Linked DNA regions of Mus musculus: regions 1, 3, 4 and 5 are each linked to region 2. A link is a contact called in public HiCAR-type, capture Hi-C and promoter capture Hi-C data. All regions are on one chromosome and are shown on one strand. The core of a region is the stretch at or near the end of the contact, and the rest is flanking DNA. Distances in the headings are between cores, read along the strand shown. Region 1 holds the start of Fam124a (family with sequence similarity 124, member A). Region 2 holds the start of Trim13 (tripartite motif-containing 13). Region 3 overlaps Gucy1b2 (guanylate cyclase 1, soluble, beta 2). Region 4 has its middle 57 kb from the start of Dleu7. Region 5 overlaps Gm46457 (a long non-coding RNA gene).

Region 1 (2,700 bases), core at 81-2,580, 960 kb before region 2:
AGTTAGTGAAAGAATCCTTGTCTATTGTACTTAGGTTGGAACTCCAGCACCAAAATATCAGGAAATAAACTAAGTTGACAACTGTACACCAACAGAATTGAAGCAAAAGCAATGGTGGGCAGGGGTGGGGACATCAAATCAAGTTACTCCTCTGTCACGGTTACCATGGTTGGGTAACAAGAGAAAGCCTGCTGTGTAGGGAAGAATGACAGTCCAGATTTAGGGTTGGGCTGGTGGAGAAGGCTGCAAGGAGGGGTGGGGTTGGGAGGCAGGACGAGCTTGAGGGACGCTTTCGTGGGTTAGGTCAGAACATAGGTCCATTCTGGAACTGGCCTCCCTCCCTGTTCTCAGTAGATTGCCAAATCCTAATATTAGTTTGAAACCTCTCCACCTTCCAGGAATTCCGAGGTCTTCTGTAGCCTGGGTAGCCCCTGACCTCTAGCAGGACTTCTCTAGATAGGAAAAGACACACGTTCCTACTGGGGTAGCACTTGTATCCTGGCTGTGGTGCTGACTGTGCACAGGAAAATCCTCTAGATATGGGCTGGGTGGAGACCATCACGGGACATTGGTTTCTGAAAATGCATTCCGTCTTTTGTCCTACTCAGGAAAACTGCTGTTGGGAGAGGACTAATTAGCCTCCAAAGGTTGGAGCTAATTACTGAGTCCATTGAAGCACACAAGACCCCATCACAGCATCCTGTGGGTACTCCAGGCTGGCGGGGTGGAGAGGCCGCTCAGCAGCACAGTATAAGTGAGATATGAAGTCCTCCTAGCCGGCTTCGGAGTCTTTTTCCTGTGCTGGTGTCCCACCCTCTCCACCTGCTTTCCTCCTCAGCAGCCTGGGGCTCCAAAGCTATCAGAGTTGCCTGGCTGGAACAAGTGCAGGCGCATCTCTAGGTGAAGGGGGATAGTGGCTGAACCTGGCACCGTGGGGCCACAGGGCTGCGAGGAACGACGCTGAACCTCGGGTCCCATCACCTAGCAGCCCGGGGTGGGGTTCTTCTCGCCCCTTCCCACCCTGACCCAGGCAACCACAGACCATGCCGCTGGCTCGCAGATACTGCACCCCAACCCCAGGACTGCCTCCCCAGCTCGGGCTCCCGAGCGCAAGTACTGAGCTCCCGCCCCGCCCGGCTGGGCTCAGCTCACCCTCCGGTCTCGGCGCCAGAGTCCACGCAGTCCTCTTCCTCACCGCCCGCCTTCGGGTTCATGGCGCGCGTGCCGTCCGCGCTCCCTCGGCCCCGGGGACCCTCCGAGAGCCTCGTCTCCGGCCTCCGCAACAACCCGGCCCCGCGAGGAAGCCGCTCGCCGCGCCCTCTCGCGGCCGCGCCCTCCCCGCCCTCCGCTCGGCGCTGCGCGGGCGCGCCGGGTGCCACCAGGCGAGGATCCGAGCGGGTGCACGGGATGCGCGCGTGTGCACGAGCGCGAGCGTGAGTGCGGGAGGTGCCGGGGGATGGACTCTCTCCATGAGCGAGGAGTGCAGTGGGCGTGGAGTGCAGTGGGCGTGCAGTATTTATCTTGCAACCCGCCTGGTGCATGCCAGCGCTGTGCGTTCTATAGTGACTGGTGCGGGCCCCATGTATGGAGTCTAGTAGCAAAGCTGCCCTCCCCTGGGTCCACAGTAAAGAGTCTGGAGTCCCCGGGCTTGCCCAGAGATTTTTTTCAGCCCCATTCTGCGAGCAGTACTGGGAAACACCCACCAGCGCAACCAGGGCAGAGTGTGATATCGCCATTTGAGGACCAGTTAAAACACGTGGGTGTTTCTCAGAACTGCAGACGTTGAATTCATTATCGCCTTGCTCACTGACCCAACTTGCTAGAGAATGTATTCTTTTGTTATCTATCTTAAAATAACACGAAGAGTCCTGGGTGTGCTTCCATTCAAAGGGGTCTGGCAGCAAGAGGGTGATGGACATTGACGTTGTTAAACCCAGCCATCCCTTAGGATGGGTTAATAATTGAAGTAGCAGGAAGTCATTTTTCCACTCTAGCCAGTGAGGCAACTTGGGAGCGGCGGCGGTGGTGGGGTAAGAACAACTTAGACTTAATTCTGGTGGTGTTGTCATTAGAAGCAGTGGAAGGCACTTAAGTGTATGTCGTATTCGCTTTTGTAGGGTAGTGCTGAAGACGCAACCTTGAGCATGTTCTGCCAACCAGCTATGACCCTGTCATCTTTTCTTTTCAGACAAGTTATTTAACCTCCTGGAGCCTTAATTTTTTCGCATATTGGGCTACTGCTATCTTCTCTGTCTGTTGTGAGTTACAAGAGATCACGTCTGTGATCGTCCCTGAACCTCCATTTTGAGTTACAAGAGATCATGTCTGTAAAACAGTTTGCGTGTGAGTTCTGCTACATGCCAAGTACTGGTTACGGGAGCTGTCAGTGTCCCAGGTGAAGGCTAGCTACCTGCATGCCCTCTCAACTGGCACAGCGGTGTCACTTCTGTGTGACAAGCTGTGAAGAACAATCCTCTTCCTTCCTTCCTTCCTTCCTTCCTTCCTTCCTTCCTTCCTTCCTTCCTTCCTTCCTTCCCTCCCTCCCTCCCTCCCTCCCTCCCTCCCTCCCTCTCTCTCTCTCTCTCCCTCTCTCTCTCCTGCTCTTCCCACTTTACATATTTGTCATTGCTTTCGGACTCTAATTTTAAACACATTACACAAAAGAGAAGGGCAGTAGACAAAAGCAGAGTAGAAATGCAG
Region 2 (2,700 bases), core at 126-2,625:
GAGGTTGCAGCTCACTGAAAGCGCTTGCCCAGAGTGAGCAACTTCCAGACCTACCAGAAAATACATGGATGGAAAGAACAGTTGGGAAGGAAGGCTGAAGACATGGGTCTTCTGGGCCTGGACCTGTTACTTTCAGTGCAAAACACTGACCAAAATCAACTGACACTTGCAGGTTACAATCAGTCCATCACTGAGGTAAGTCAGAGCAGGAACTCAAGGCAAAACAAACTGCTCTCTATTCCCCACAACAATGCCTTCCACCATGGAACCCACTCCCAACCAGCAGACACCATCAAGAATGTGGATGGCTGCCTGTCCATAATGGGCTCCTGCTTAGCTGGTTCATCAGCCTAAAGATAGAGCTGCCCACAGTGTGCCCAGTGTAAATGAAGACATATCCACAGACCAATCTGAAAAACAATTACTCAGTTCAGATTGTTTTCAGGTGATATTAGGCTGTGTGAAACTGATGCTTAGCATTAAATAGGGCAGAGGTGTAGTTCCCGGGTAGACTGTGATAGCATACTCCAAGGTGTAATTTAAAGCAAAAAAAAAGGGGGGGGGGGCATAATTGATTAATAGCCCCATTGAGTCCTAGCACAAAGAATGCCTATATATTGACATTCTGTTTTAAAAGCACTCCTCATACAAATGTCTAGAAAGCTGCAGGAATCTAAAGCCCTGCTCTACAGCCCCAGTAGCTGGACAACTAAGACAAACCACACAGAAGAAATGTTGCTGGATTTGTTTCCTTTAGAGCATACTTTTTTTAAATTATATATAGTAATTACCAAAAAAATGAATGGCAAGCATGGATTTTTGAATCCATGAGTTTTGAAATATGAAAAGAACAAAGGCCCTATTATTAAAGGAGGTGGTGAAGATATACTTATTCTTTTTATTTCCATCTGGAATGGTCCTAGGACTAATAAAATCGGGTATTTTTCCCCTTCATAAATACCAGAACATAAAGAAAAATAATACGGTTTACCTTTGTTCCAGGCAAGTATATGCTTTTGGCAAGCTTACTATATTTTCTGTGGAGAGAGCCAGTTCGTTTTCCCTCACGTTTTGACGGTAAAACTGGAGAACACTGTAGAGAAAGGAGAAAGAGTGTCACAGGCACAGATCTGCATTCTTGGCCCCCTCCTAGCCAGGGGGCCTCCCCAGCGGCGCGCTGACCTTCCCGACCGCGACAGTAGCACCGCTGCCGCCAGGCCGTGCCGCCCGTCACCGCCCACGCAGGTGTCCCCCGGCCGCGGCAGCGGGGCCAGCGACTCCCGGCCCCCGGTCCCTACTCGGAGCACACTGCTCACCTCCACCAGCCAACTGGGGCCGGGCTGCGCCGGTGCAAAATGGACACGGCGACCACGCCCTCTGCTTCCCGCTGTCCCGCGCCTGCGCACCACCTAGGTCGCCCAGCCTCTGGATAAGTGCTCTGGTGACGCCCACGCGCCGAGTTTGGATTGCTGTATTTTTGTTGTTGTTGTTACTTGCATTTTTCAAGAACAACAAAAACAAAAACACAGCCCAACCCTTCACACCACTTTGCCTACTTTTCAGGACCCAGCGGGCTCGGCGATCTCTGGGTAGAAAACCATTGACCCAACTTTATAGAAAGGCACTACTTCCCAGCACTCGGGAGTCAGAGGCAGGCGGATTTCTGAGTTCGAGGCCAGCCTGGTCTACAAAGTGAGTTCCAGGACAGCCAGGGCTATACAGAGAAACCCTGTCTCGAAAAAAAAAAAAGAAAAGAAAAGAAAAGAAAAGAAAAGAAAAGAAAGGCACTACTACGGTTCCCCTCAGAGGCAGGAACTTTTAACTGGTTTTAAAATATCTCAATCAATCAATCAATCAATAAAAATAAAATAAAAAATAAAGAAAAACCAAAATAAAATAAGATAAAATAAAATAAAATATCTCGCCCTGATTTCCACCTCCTATGCGGAGACCGTGGTTACAGAGGATGAAAAAGATGGTTCCTATCCAAACTTGAAAGCCGGTAAATGCAGGGTGATGTGTGCTGGAGGAGCACGTCTACTCCCGCTTGGGAAGGCCTGGGCCTTTAGGAGAGCAAATTTGGGGAAAGCGCGGTTCCAAGTCATGGAAAAGCCCCTCTTGCCCCCTTCCGCCCATTGCCTGTGGTCCCGGCTACACCATTCCTAAGACCAATCCCTGTCATTTCTAACTTAGTCCTCACGAGAACGTTACAGTGGAACCAAGAGCCTTATCCTCTAAATGAACAGGTTTTCTACAAGGTGGAAAACCAAGACGAAGCTGTGGAGGGTTTCCTCAAATTCCAACGGCACGTGTAACCGTTTATGTATACCACTTGACACGTGAAGCGTAAACTGGGGTAAAAACCTGCTAGATCGGGGAGGTAGCTTCATTTTCTAAACTATATACAAAATATATATTATTTATAAGCCTGATCCTACAACTAAACTTCCAGCTCTTTAGAAACTTGTGTCATTCTACGGAGCTAATCCACCTTTCTCTTGAGTTCCTCCAAACCCAGCAGGGCCCCTTAGCGCTCTTACCTAGATTTCCGTTTTGCCCGAGTCCTGCCTGTACTCCACTGTTAGCCCAAACGCAAAGGATGATCTCTATCTCTTAACTGAAGCTCCTTCCATAAAGGCCAAAAAACAAAGGAGTGGGGGCCTCCATCCAATGGCTATAAAAAGAAGCCTCTAGCTCCTC
Region 3 (2,700 bases), core at 180-2,679, 820 kb before region 2:
GTGCATCTTTAGTTGCTACAAATCTTTTGCTGCTGTAAAGGAAGGCTGAGGAAAGCATCCTTCCAACTGCTTTCTCCACATTTCCTAGTTAACCCTGGGACATAGTCTCAGAGCAACACATAGGAAAGCATGAGCATCTAAGGATTCCCTGGAGATCTTGAAAAAAAAATATCTAGCTGCCTTTTGTAGAAAGACGGAGTTGATGAGTACACCTGAGAGCTCCAGGTTCTTGATTAGAAGTGACCTTGTAAGCACACACACTATCCGTTCAGCCACCATCATGCTTCCGTATATAAAGATGGGCTCAGCAGCAGCAGCAGGAGGGCTTGTTCATCTCCAGTCCTGTGACCAGGTACCTGTGCTTCATCTCCTTCCCTCTGCAGTCTCTTCAGGGAACACTCCTTAGGAAGAAGGAGAGGTATTTAAGCATCCCTGTTTGCCCTGGGGAGAAATCTCACTCAGCTGTTGTGAGGGCATCAGTCCTGCTTGGAAAAGGTAGGTGTGCTGTTCTGCTGGCTTCAACTCTTAGATCAGGACAACTGCCTGCTTTGCAGGGGAGGAGCCCCATACACAAATAGGGCAAAGCTTCCTGCAATTTCAAAGCCCCTGATTCCCGCAGAGCTTGGCTTTGGCATCTGTGGTCTTAACTTTAAATATCAGCTTCCAACTTGCCACAAATCAGCTCTTTTGTTTGTGCTGGGTGACATGGAGACACTGTCATCTCTGTAATCAGGAAAGCCACTAGCTTGGACTCAGTCCCAGATCCTGACTGTGGTGAAGAGACTGGGCACAGACATACTAGCCACAGTGAATTCTGCATTGCTTCTGGACCCAGACCTTGACTGGGATGTGTTTCTGGACTGGAAATCAGTGGCTAACCACAGCTAGCCAGCAGTACAAGGGACAGAGGGCAAGAACCAAGAAAGTGCATTTCTGTCTCTGTGACATGAGACAATGCAATCCCTTCCAGCTTTCCATTTACAAAGTAAAGGTGGTAAGGTCATCACAGCAGGTCTTTGGGCACTGAGCTGACCTGCCAGCCAGCACCTAACTCAAGTCTGAATCAGAGCTCTGACCCCAGTGGAGGAAGGGAGCTAGATGCTCCTTGTCATGGCCTGGTAGGTCAAATGACAGGCATCTGGGTGAAGGTCTGCAGGGCTCAAAGAGCTGCATTCTGAGTCCTTCAAGCTGTAGCAAACACAACTGACATCCTTTGTCTAGGAGATTTTCATATCAAAAAGGTTCCATTGAGAATCTGCAACCCCTGCCAAATGGGACTGTTGGTTAAATTTTCACGTGCCACCCTAAACTGTCAGTCTATAAAGCTCCATGGCAAATGTCCCTGATGCTGGGCCCGACACACACTCGCTCCTCTTCTGGCTCATTGTCCGCTTGTCACCGTCTCAATGCCAGCTCTGTTTTCATGGTGAGACAGACTCAATTGGCCCAGAAACTAACTCTTCAGCAGCAGGCAGAAACTTGGCAGGGGGCAGGAGGGCTTCTCAACCTGGTCGCAAATTTTCTGTTTGTTTTAATTTGGACAATAATTGCAGTGGCCATCTGGAGAAGCTGAGGGAGCCTGTGCTAAAGAGTGGGAATCACACTCAGCCTGTGACACACTTAAGATTCTAACCCTGTCTGAGCAGCTCTGTGAGGGCCGCTCATTAGGGCTTTCTTTCTCTGTGTCCAGGGCCCCTTGGGGACACCTTCCAGCCTGTCTTTCCTGAGAGACTGTGGATTGAAGAGGAGGTGTTCTGCAATGCTTTTCCTTTCCACGTTGTCTTTGACGAAGCAGTAAGAGACCCTTTCACTCAGAAGCTTGGGATAGGGCGTAAATCAGGGTTGGAGAGTCCAGTTCACCACCATTACAGCTGTAAGGTCTTAGATCCCTGAGTTCACAGGGCTCAAGAGACTAGACTCTGCCCTGGAGGGTCTCCTGACGTTCCTTTATGTTATAGGCTCGTCTGGAATTCATGATCTTCTTAAGGTAAACATAGCAAGGGAGTTGAACCAGCGAACAAATGGGAAAGCTTATGATCAGAAAGAAAAGCTGGAGGAAGACTTTAAAATTCACTCCAGAAAGACACACCAAGACTGCAGCCTATACCCATGGTCGTAAAAGTGACCTGCCACCCCCTGTGACTGCAGCAGACCCGCAATCCCATCCTGCTTCATTTCCTGCGTCTTAGTAGAGCGTTATGCTGTGTTCTGGGGGGTGGGGAGGGTGGGAGTGGGGTGGAGGTGGCTGTGAGAATGAGCATTTAAATTTGATTGCTATCAGTTTCCCAGGATAAAAATATCTTTCTTTTTCTTGAGCTTGCATGTGACAGCTCACATCCGTAATCCTAGCACTCAGGAGGCTGAGGCAAGAGTTAAGTTCACAATCAGCATGGGCTACGTAGCGAGTGACAAAGCAAACCATATGTAGATATAGATGATGTAGACACAGGAACTGAGCTGACTTTAAAAATTTTTTTACCTAAAGGGCATGTAGGCAAAAATGAATTTAGTCAAAAGTGCCAGGTCAGCCACTATGAATATCTCTAGTGTTTATTGGAACTCATCTGCATGCCACTGCCAGCTGACTACAGCATGAACACTAACGACGACATGCACTTACCTAAGGACAGTATCTTCCCTCAGAGAAGTGATGGTATTACAGCGGTAAATACACACCCCTAGGCAGAATTATAAGTCAAT
Region 4 (2,700 bases), core at 9-2,508, 640 kb before region 2:
TATGTTATTTCCCTGCCATTTAAGGTACATAGACGGAGTCCAAACCATAGCTAAGACTACTGATCCAGCCATGGGAGTTATTTAATACTTAGGGACAAACCATAAAACACATGGGTTATAGATTGAAACGCTTTTCTTTAAAAATAGAACTTGGGGGGCTGGGAGACAGCTCAGTTGCTAAAGGGCTTGGTGTATAATCATGGGGATACCCAGCACTTCCACGCCATTCTCGTCTACACCACCAGCCCTGGGAAATATGGACAGCGGAGACAGGCAGCCAATCAAGACAGATCAACGAGCTCCAAATTCAGTAAGAGACACTGTTTCAAAACTAGGATAAGCATGACTGAGGAAGACACCTGAGATTAGCTTCAGGCCTCACCCACTCATACCTACCCACATAAACATAGACATATATACATGCAACACACACACACCCAGGTTTGGGAAGATTCCAAGTCTTGATTCAATGAAATACAGGCTCTGAGCATCAGAATTCTAGGTACTGTGCCGGCAGTATTTGTCAGCTAGATGTGAGAGACTGGCTGGGCATGTAGCATATCATTTACCGTCTCTGCATTAGAAGGTCATGAGGTATTTTCTAGATCTATGACTCCATGAAAACATTAGCTAGAATAAACATCTGTTCTTTATTTCACACCATGCTCGGGCTTCATGAGAAAATAACAGCAAGTAAATGGTTTGATTGCCCACTGGGACTAACAAGAGCTGGAGACTTACACAGAAAATCATTAGGGAATGCAAGGGATGTAAACTTGAGTGCTGCAGTTCAGAATTTAATATATCTAACTTATTAAACACATAAATCAAAAGCAGCTCTTCTCTTTATCTAAGAGTCCTTACTCTAAATTAGTGTCTTAAATTGGGCCTACAGGCATGCTTTATTTTGCCCACACAAGATTTTGTAAGATTGGGAGCTTTTTGTTTGCTTGTGTGTTTTTTTTTTTTTTTTTGTTCTTCTTTTTGGTTTTTAACCTAAAAGCTACTTGATGGGACTATGGGCAGAAGTAATGAGCACTTCCCTCATCGCTTGGTCTTGTTCTGTTACTCTCCACAATGAGCAGGGCGATTTGGAAAGCTTTTTCCTACATTTTTAAATTGTCAGACTGCAATTGTTGCCTTGAAAGAAGCTCACCAGAGCAGCTGAAGAGAGCCACTGCATTCCTTCCTACATGCCTCGGGTGGCAGCTGCAGTGGATGACAGCTGGAGTCTGAGAAAGATGCAGCCGCGATCTTTCTGGGCAATGATAGATGGAGCTGGCAAAAGACAGGTCTGCAGATGGAACACAGGTCTGCTGCTGCCCGCTGTATCACCCACACATTCAATCCTGCAGCTCCCAGGGAGAACAAATGCCGTGTGTGTGTGTGTGTGTGTGTATGTGTGTGTGTGTGTGTGTGTGTGTGTGTATGCGTGAGAGTGTGTTTGTTTGAGTGTGTGCATATGTGTATGGGTGCGTGTGCATGCAAGTGTGTATATGCGTGCATGTATGTGTGAGTGTGCGTGTGCATGTGCATGTGTGTGTGTGTCTGACTTTTGTTGTCTTGTTTGTTAAGGGAAGATCTCACTATGTGGTTTGAATGAGTCTCAAGCTTAGGACCCTCCTACCTTGCCTCTGAAGTGCTGGGATGTTGGATGAGCACCAGGTAGGTATCTGGTGAGATCTTGCTTTAATATACAGAAGAAAATTCGAAGGCTAAAAGAAGGTCTGCAGAAATCTGAAGTTTGAGTAGATCGATCTCTCTCTCTCTCTCTCTCTCTCTCTCTCTCAAACACAAGCAAACAAAAAGCTCCCAATCTTACAAACACAGGACCCCTATTACTAAGATTTGTAAGGAGCCTGATCAAGTGAGTGTTTCAATAGAGCCTACAAACTGTTAGCTTCCAGATCTTGTTCTTCATGTGTATACTTCACATAAAAATCTATGTTTCTATTCTCTCCAGAATTGAGGCTCTTGAGCAATGCTGGTTTGCATTAGCATGCGACAATGATTTGCAGGAATGCAGTGATGGCTTCCCTCTGTGAATCAGATTCTGCTCCTGGAGGCCCACTTCAGCACCCTACAGACACCCAGCTCTGCTTTCTCATGCTGGCTCCTGAAAGAGTGAATGTTTGCCTTCAGTGGGCTAAGGGAATTTGGTCAGACTTTTATGTTCAACTGTCAACTAAACCAGTTCTTCTTTAAGAGAAGAACTTTTCCTCTTCCACATCTTCTTTTTAAAGTGGCATTCTTCCTCTTGCTGCCTAGTGTGTTTATAAGTTTGACTGAAGCTGTCTTAAAGAAGCGAAGCTGTCTTAAAGAAGCAATGCAATGCTGGACATTTGGGAGAGAGAGAGAGAGAGAGAGAGAGGAAGAAGAAGAAGAAGGAGGAGGAGGAGGAGGAGGAGGAGGAGGAGGAGGAGGAAGAAAGAAAGAAAGAAAGAAAGAAAGAAAGAAAGAGAGAGAGAGAGAAAGAGAAGATATGCCAATAAGAAGTTTTAAAAAGTAGAGCTAAGCGCTCTGAGGAGCAAGATAAAGTCCTGCATAGTGGCCTGGAAGCTGGTGCTATGACTGTCAGACATTTGTGGAGGAAGGCCTTTCCTATTTTGGAAATGGAAAAGTTTAGGTTTTAATAACTATTCATAAATAAAAGTAAAATCTTGAATCTACAGAGACTCAAAACTATGTTTAGACTCAGGA
Region 5 (2,700 bases), core at 5-2,504, 790 kb before region 2:
GGCCAAAAACAAGGACAATTTTTGTTCCACATTTATTTTGATTTAAATAATCATTTCCAGCTGTAAAAGAAAGACAATCCTGTGATAGGTACCACCCTGCAGCTGACATTTATTCTATTAAACACTGCTACAGACAATCTCCTGGTATTCGGAAGTGTTTGTTACTTTTCTATTGCTATGTTACTTATGCTACTTCTGTTACTTCTATGAGGCAACTCATAGAAGGAAGGTTTTATTTGTGCTTACAGTTCCAGAGAGCTCAGAGTCCATCACAGTGGGGAAGGTTGACCATTCTCATCCAAACCACCACACTTGGGAAGTTTGGCGAGCTGCTAAAGTGCTTGCTCACAGGGCCTCTAAAACCTCAAAATGCACCTTCACTTGTTCTGGAATCTTCTGTGAATTGAGGCCCTTGGACCCAAGTTAGATGTATTAACTCCTACTGGATCGATTAGCTCATAGAACATCTATGCCCTGGCACACACCATCTGGTGGTCTGTCTCATGGCCAGCAGCAGACCTGGGCTGCCACTCAAATACGAGGCTTGCTCATGAGCAGTGAACACTTGGCTTGGTGGTGACTGTCGGTAGAGCCCTTTTCAGAGTAGAGCATTCCAGGGAACTGCCCTCTACAACTACAGCTTTGCAGGCTCAGTTTACCCCATAACCCTGCCTTGCTCCTGCCCCTCCCCCTCCCTTGCCTCTGCCCCACCTAGCTTCTTCCATTTCAGGGCACCTGGCCCAGGCACGGTCTATCCAGATGGTGGCAGATGGCTGGTCCTCAGACCAATGACTGGCAGACTCATTGGCGTCTAGCCATGGAGGGAGGCGACAGTTTCTAAATAAGTTGAGAAGAGGCCACTGCTTTCTTTACCTTGGGAGCACAGACCTCAAGCCCAAGCTTGTAAAAGCCAGGACCCCAAGGTCCTGAATACCATGGCAATCCTGGATGCTGGAGGCAATGCTTCTGGGCGCTGAGGAGGAGGGGTGTCTACAGCTTTCTCTTTCAGTGGCTCTCTTCTTCCTTAGCTGATGCTTCCCGACACTTCCCTCAGTCTTGGTATCTTAGCCCTCTCCTAGGCTAAGACTTTTTCATTCATCACAGATGCCTGGCTTCCCCGCCCCCCCACCCCCCAATCCCTTCTTAGTCTTTCTTTCACTTTCAAGTTTTCATTGGCTCACAGTTGTGTGAGAAAGAAAGAGTGAGTGATTCACTGGGTTGCCTGGCTGAGGGGTGAGATCACTGCTGCCCCTGCAGAGAGTGGGTGCTGTGTGCTAGCCTGGAGACTGAAGAAAGCAAGCGGAGGACCGCTCTCCCCAGAAGACCATCTGGCTGAGACAGCCGAATGCTAATCTGTAGCTTTCATTTCCTTTATTCCTCTTGGTTTGTTCTCTTCATCTGCAGCTGTACATTCAGACCCAGCCCCTGTGAAGGCAAGCGCTCATTTGGGGAGCATGTTTATTTGCCCCCCCACCCCCCATGCTTCTTCTAGGTGTCGGGAAGCCATTGTTATCAATGGTGGGTTCTATGTGGCTTTAATGTCAGTGCTGCACTTTCAGATGGAAATCAGGCAATTATGTGCCACATAGAGAAACCTGACAGATGCAGAGGTTTTACACAGCTGGCCCTGTCTGTGGGACAAAGGCACCTGGTGCTCCCCCGAGGGATCATTACATAAGTAGAATATGTTTTGAGAGCACAGAAAAACTCAAGAATAATTAACTGTGGGGTGAGCATTCATAGACTCTGGGGCTGTGTTAACTTCAAAATGTGATAATGATATGTCAACCAACTGGCTGAATCATTCTTTAAAGGTGGCTTGAGAGACTCTGTCTCCCAAAGAGAAACTGCTCTGAGTTTCTGCATGGTGCAGTCCGAAAATTTTCAGAGGATTCTGAATTCTTTCCCCTCAGGGGTTCAACTTGATGTGAGGTGAGGAGGAAATGACAGCAGTTCCATGTCTGCATTCAGTGGGGTCTAATGATGGCACTCTCTTAGATCTTAGTGGCCTATCTAAGCCATCAGCATCTACCCAGGAACTTGGGTTCACATATATAGCAGGACCATTGTGGTACCCAGCTGAAGTCCTTTGAGCATTACACAGGTATGGTTTTTAGCCACACTGCGCAGACAGGAAACTGAGGTACAGACCTAGGACTTGGCCTTCAGACCCACCCTACCCCAACTCTGATCTTAGCTCTCAGCCATTGGCTAGAGCCGTCTCTGTGTTGGAAGCAGAGACTGTACTCCTGACACAGCAGCTCCAGTCAGATATGTGCTGTCAAGAACAGAACAGGAGAGACCTAAAGAAAAGTTACAGTGTGATTTTTCACTGGAGACGTCCAGCTATTAAAAGAGACTGAAACATGAAGTCCCAGCTTTAAGTGTTCCAGCATACATTTATAGTTTACCACAGGCTACGGTGTCCCCAGGTCTAGTCAGGGCTCCTGTTGGCTGTGGAGCAAATACTTAGAGGTTTTTTGACCCTTTGACTCCAGCAGACCCTGGAGTCTCCCCCAGATCCCTGAGCTGTGGTTTTAGATTATGCACAGCTGTGGCAGTTTAGAACAGAAAAATATAGGGGATTCTGTAACTCTCAGAAAAAATGATTCTAAAAATACAATATTTGTATTTATCCTTTGAGAATTTCATACATGTATAAAATATGTCTTGGTCATATTCACCCCCCACTCTATCCCA

What was found. Promoter capture Hi-C pulls out the DNA fragments that hold promoters and counts their contacts. HiCAR-type assays count read pairs that join an accessible place to other places. Capture Hi-C pulls out chosen DNA fragments and counts their contacts.
Region 1: a capture Hi-C map of embryonic stem cells shows a contact between it and region 2, with 4 times the contacts expected there. The contact joins the promoter of Fam124a here to the promoter of Trim13 in region 2. A contact is called at or near these places in 3 of 39 promoter capture datasets (hippocampal neurons, liver and pre-B cells) and 1 of 9 other capture datasets (embryonic stem cells).
Region 3: a contact with region 2 is called in a HiCAR-type map of astrocytes, with 6 times the contacts expected there. The contact joins the enhancer-like site here to the promoter of Trim13 in region 2. A contact is called at or near these places in 2 of 39 promoter capture datasets (embryonic stem cells and neural stem cells), 1 of 484 Hi-C or Micro-C datasets (bone marrow-derived macrophages), 5 of 115 datasets of contacts at active chromatin or transcription factors (astrocytes, craniofacial prominence, neural tube and 1 more) and 2 of 9 other capture datasets (adipose tissue and liver).
Region 4: a promoter capture Hi-C map of neural stem cells shows a contact between it and region 2. The contact joins the enhancer-like site here to the promoter of Trim13 in region 2. A contact is called at or near these places in 11 of 39 promoter capture datasets (the 3T3-L1 cell line, the SN4741 cell line, Sertoli cells and 6 more), 2 of 484 Hi-C or Micro-C datasets (bone marrow-derived macrophages and pancreatic cancer cells), 14 of 115 datasets of contacts at active chromatin or transcription factors (bone marrow-derived macrophages, craniofacial prominence, embryonic basal ganglia and 10 more) and 3 of 9 other capture datasets (embryonic stem cells, liver and macrophages).
Region 5: a promoter capture Hi-C map of hippocampal neurons shows a contact between it and region 2, with 4 times the contacts expected there. The contact joins the enhancer-like site here to the promoter of Trim13 in region 2. A contact is called at or near these places in 4 of 39 promoter capture datasets (the 3T3-L1 cell line, cranial neural crest, embryonic stem cells and 1 more), 3 of 115 datasets of contacts at active chromatin or transcription factors (craniofacial prominence, embryonic hindbrain and embryonic midbrain) and 1 of 9 other capture datasets (adipose tissue).

Annotation. Positions count from the first base shown.
Region 1 is chr14:62,554,367-62,557,066 of GRCm38.p6, reverse strand. Fam124a (family with sequence similarity 124, member A) reads right to left here and starts at 1,330. Exons shown (of 4, transcript NM_001243857.1): 1 at 1,153-1,330. The coding sequence starts at 1,214.
Region 2 is chr14:61,598,187-61,600,886 of GRCm38.p6, reverse strand. Trim13 (tripartite motif-containing 13) reads right to left here and starts at 1,375. Exons shown (of 3, transcript NM_023233.3): 1 at 1,317-1,375; 2 at 992-1,093.
Region 3 is chr14:62,414,995-62,417,694 of GRCm38.p6, reverse strand. Gucy1b2 (guanylate cyclase 1, soluble, beta 2) reads left to right here. Exons shown (of 17, transcript NM_172810.3): 8 at 384-495; 9 at 1,691-1,794. Among named protein-coding and RNA genes, the nearest start is that of Gm35468, 24 kb to the left of the region's middle. Within about 2 kb of position 1,429, at least 57 of the 459 cell types and tissues checked have an H3K27ac peak or open chromatin away from gene starts, as enhancers often do. A contact at or near this core is called in astrocytes, neural stem cells and stem cell-derived neural progenitor cells, where this site is marked.
Region 4 is chr14:62,234,734-62,237,433 of GRCm38.p6, reverse strand. No RefSeq gene overlaps it. Among named protein-coding and RNA genes, the nearest start is that of Dleu7, 57 kb to the left of the region's middle. Within about 2 kb of position 1,258, at least 15 of the 459 cell types and tissues checked have an H3K27ac peak or open chromatin away from gene starts, as enhancers often do. A contact at or near this core is called in embryonic basal ganglia, neural progenitor cells and neural stem cells, where this site is marked.
Region 5 is chr14:62,388,190-62,390,889 of GRCm38.p6, reverse strand. All of the region lies in intron 2 of Gm46457 (a long non-coding RNA gene), which reads right to left. It also overlaps a transcript of Gucy1b2 not described here. Among named protein-coding and RNA genes, the nearest start is that of Gm46457, 10 kb to the right of the region's middle. Within about 2 kb of position 1,254, at least 91 of the 459 cell types and tissues checked have an H3K27ac peak or open chromatin away from gene starts, as enhancers often do. A contact at or near this core is called in hippocampal neurons, where this site is marked.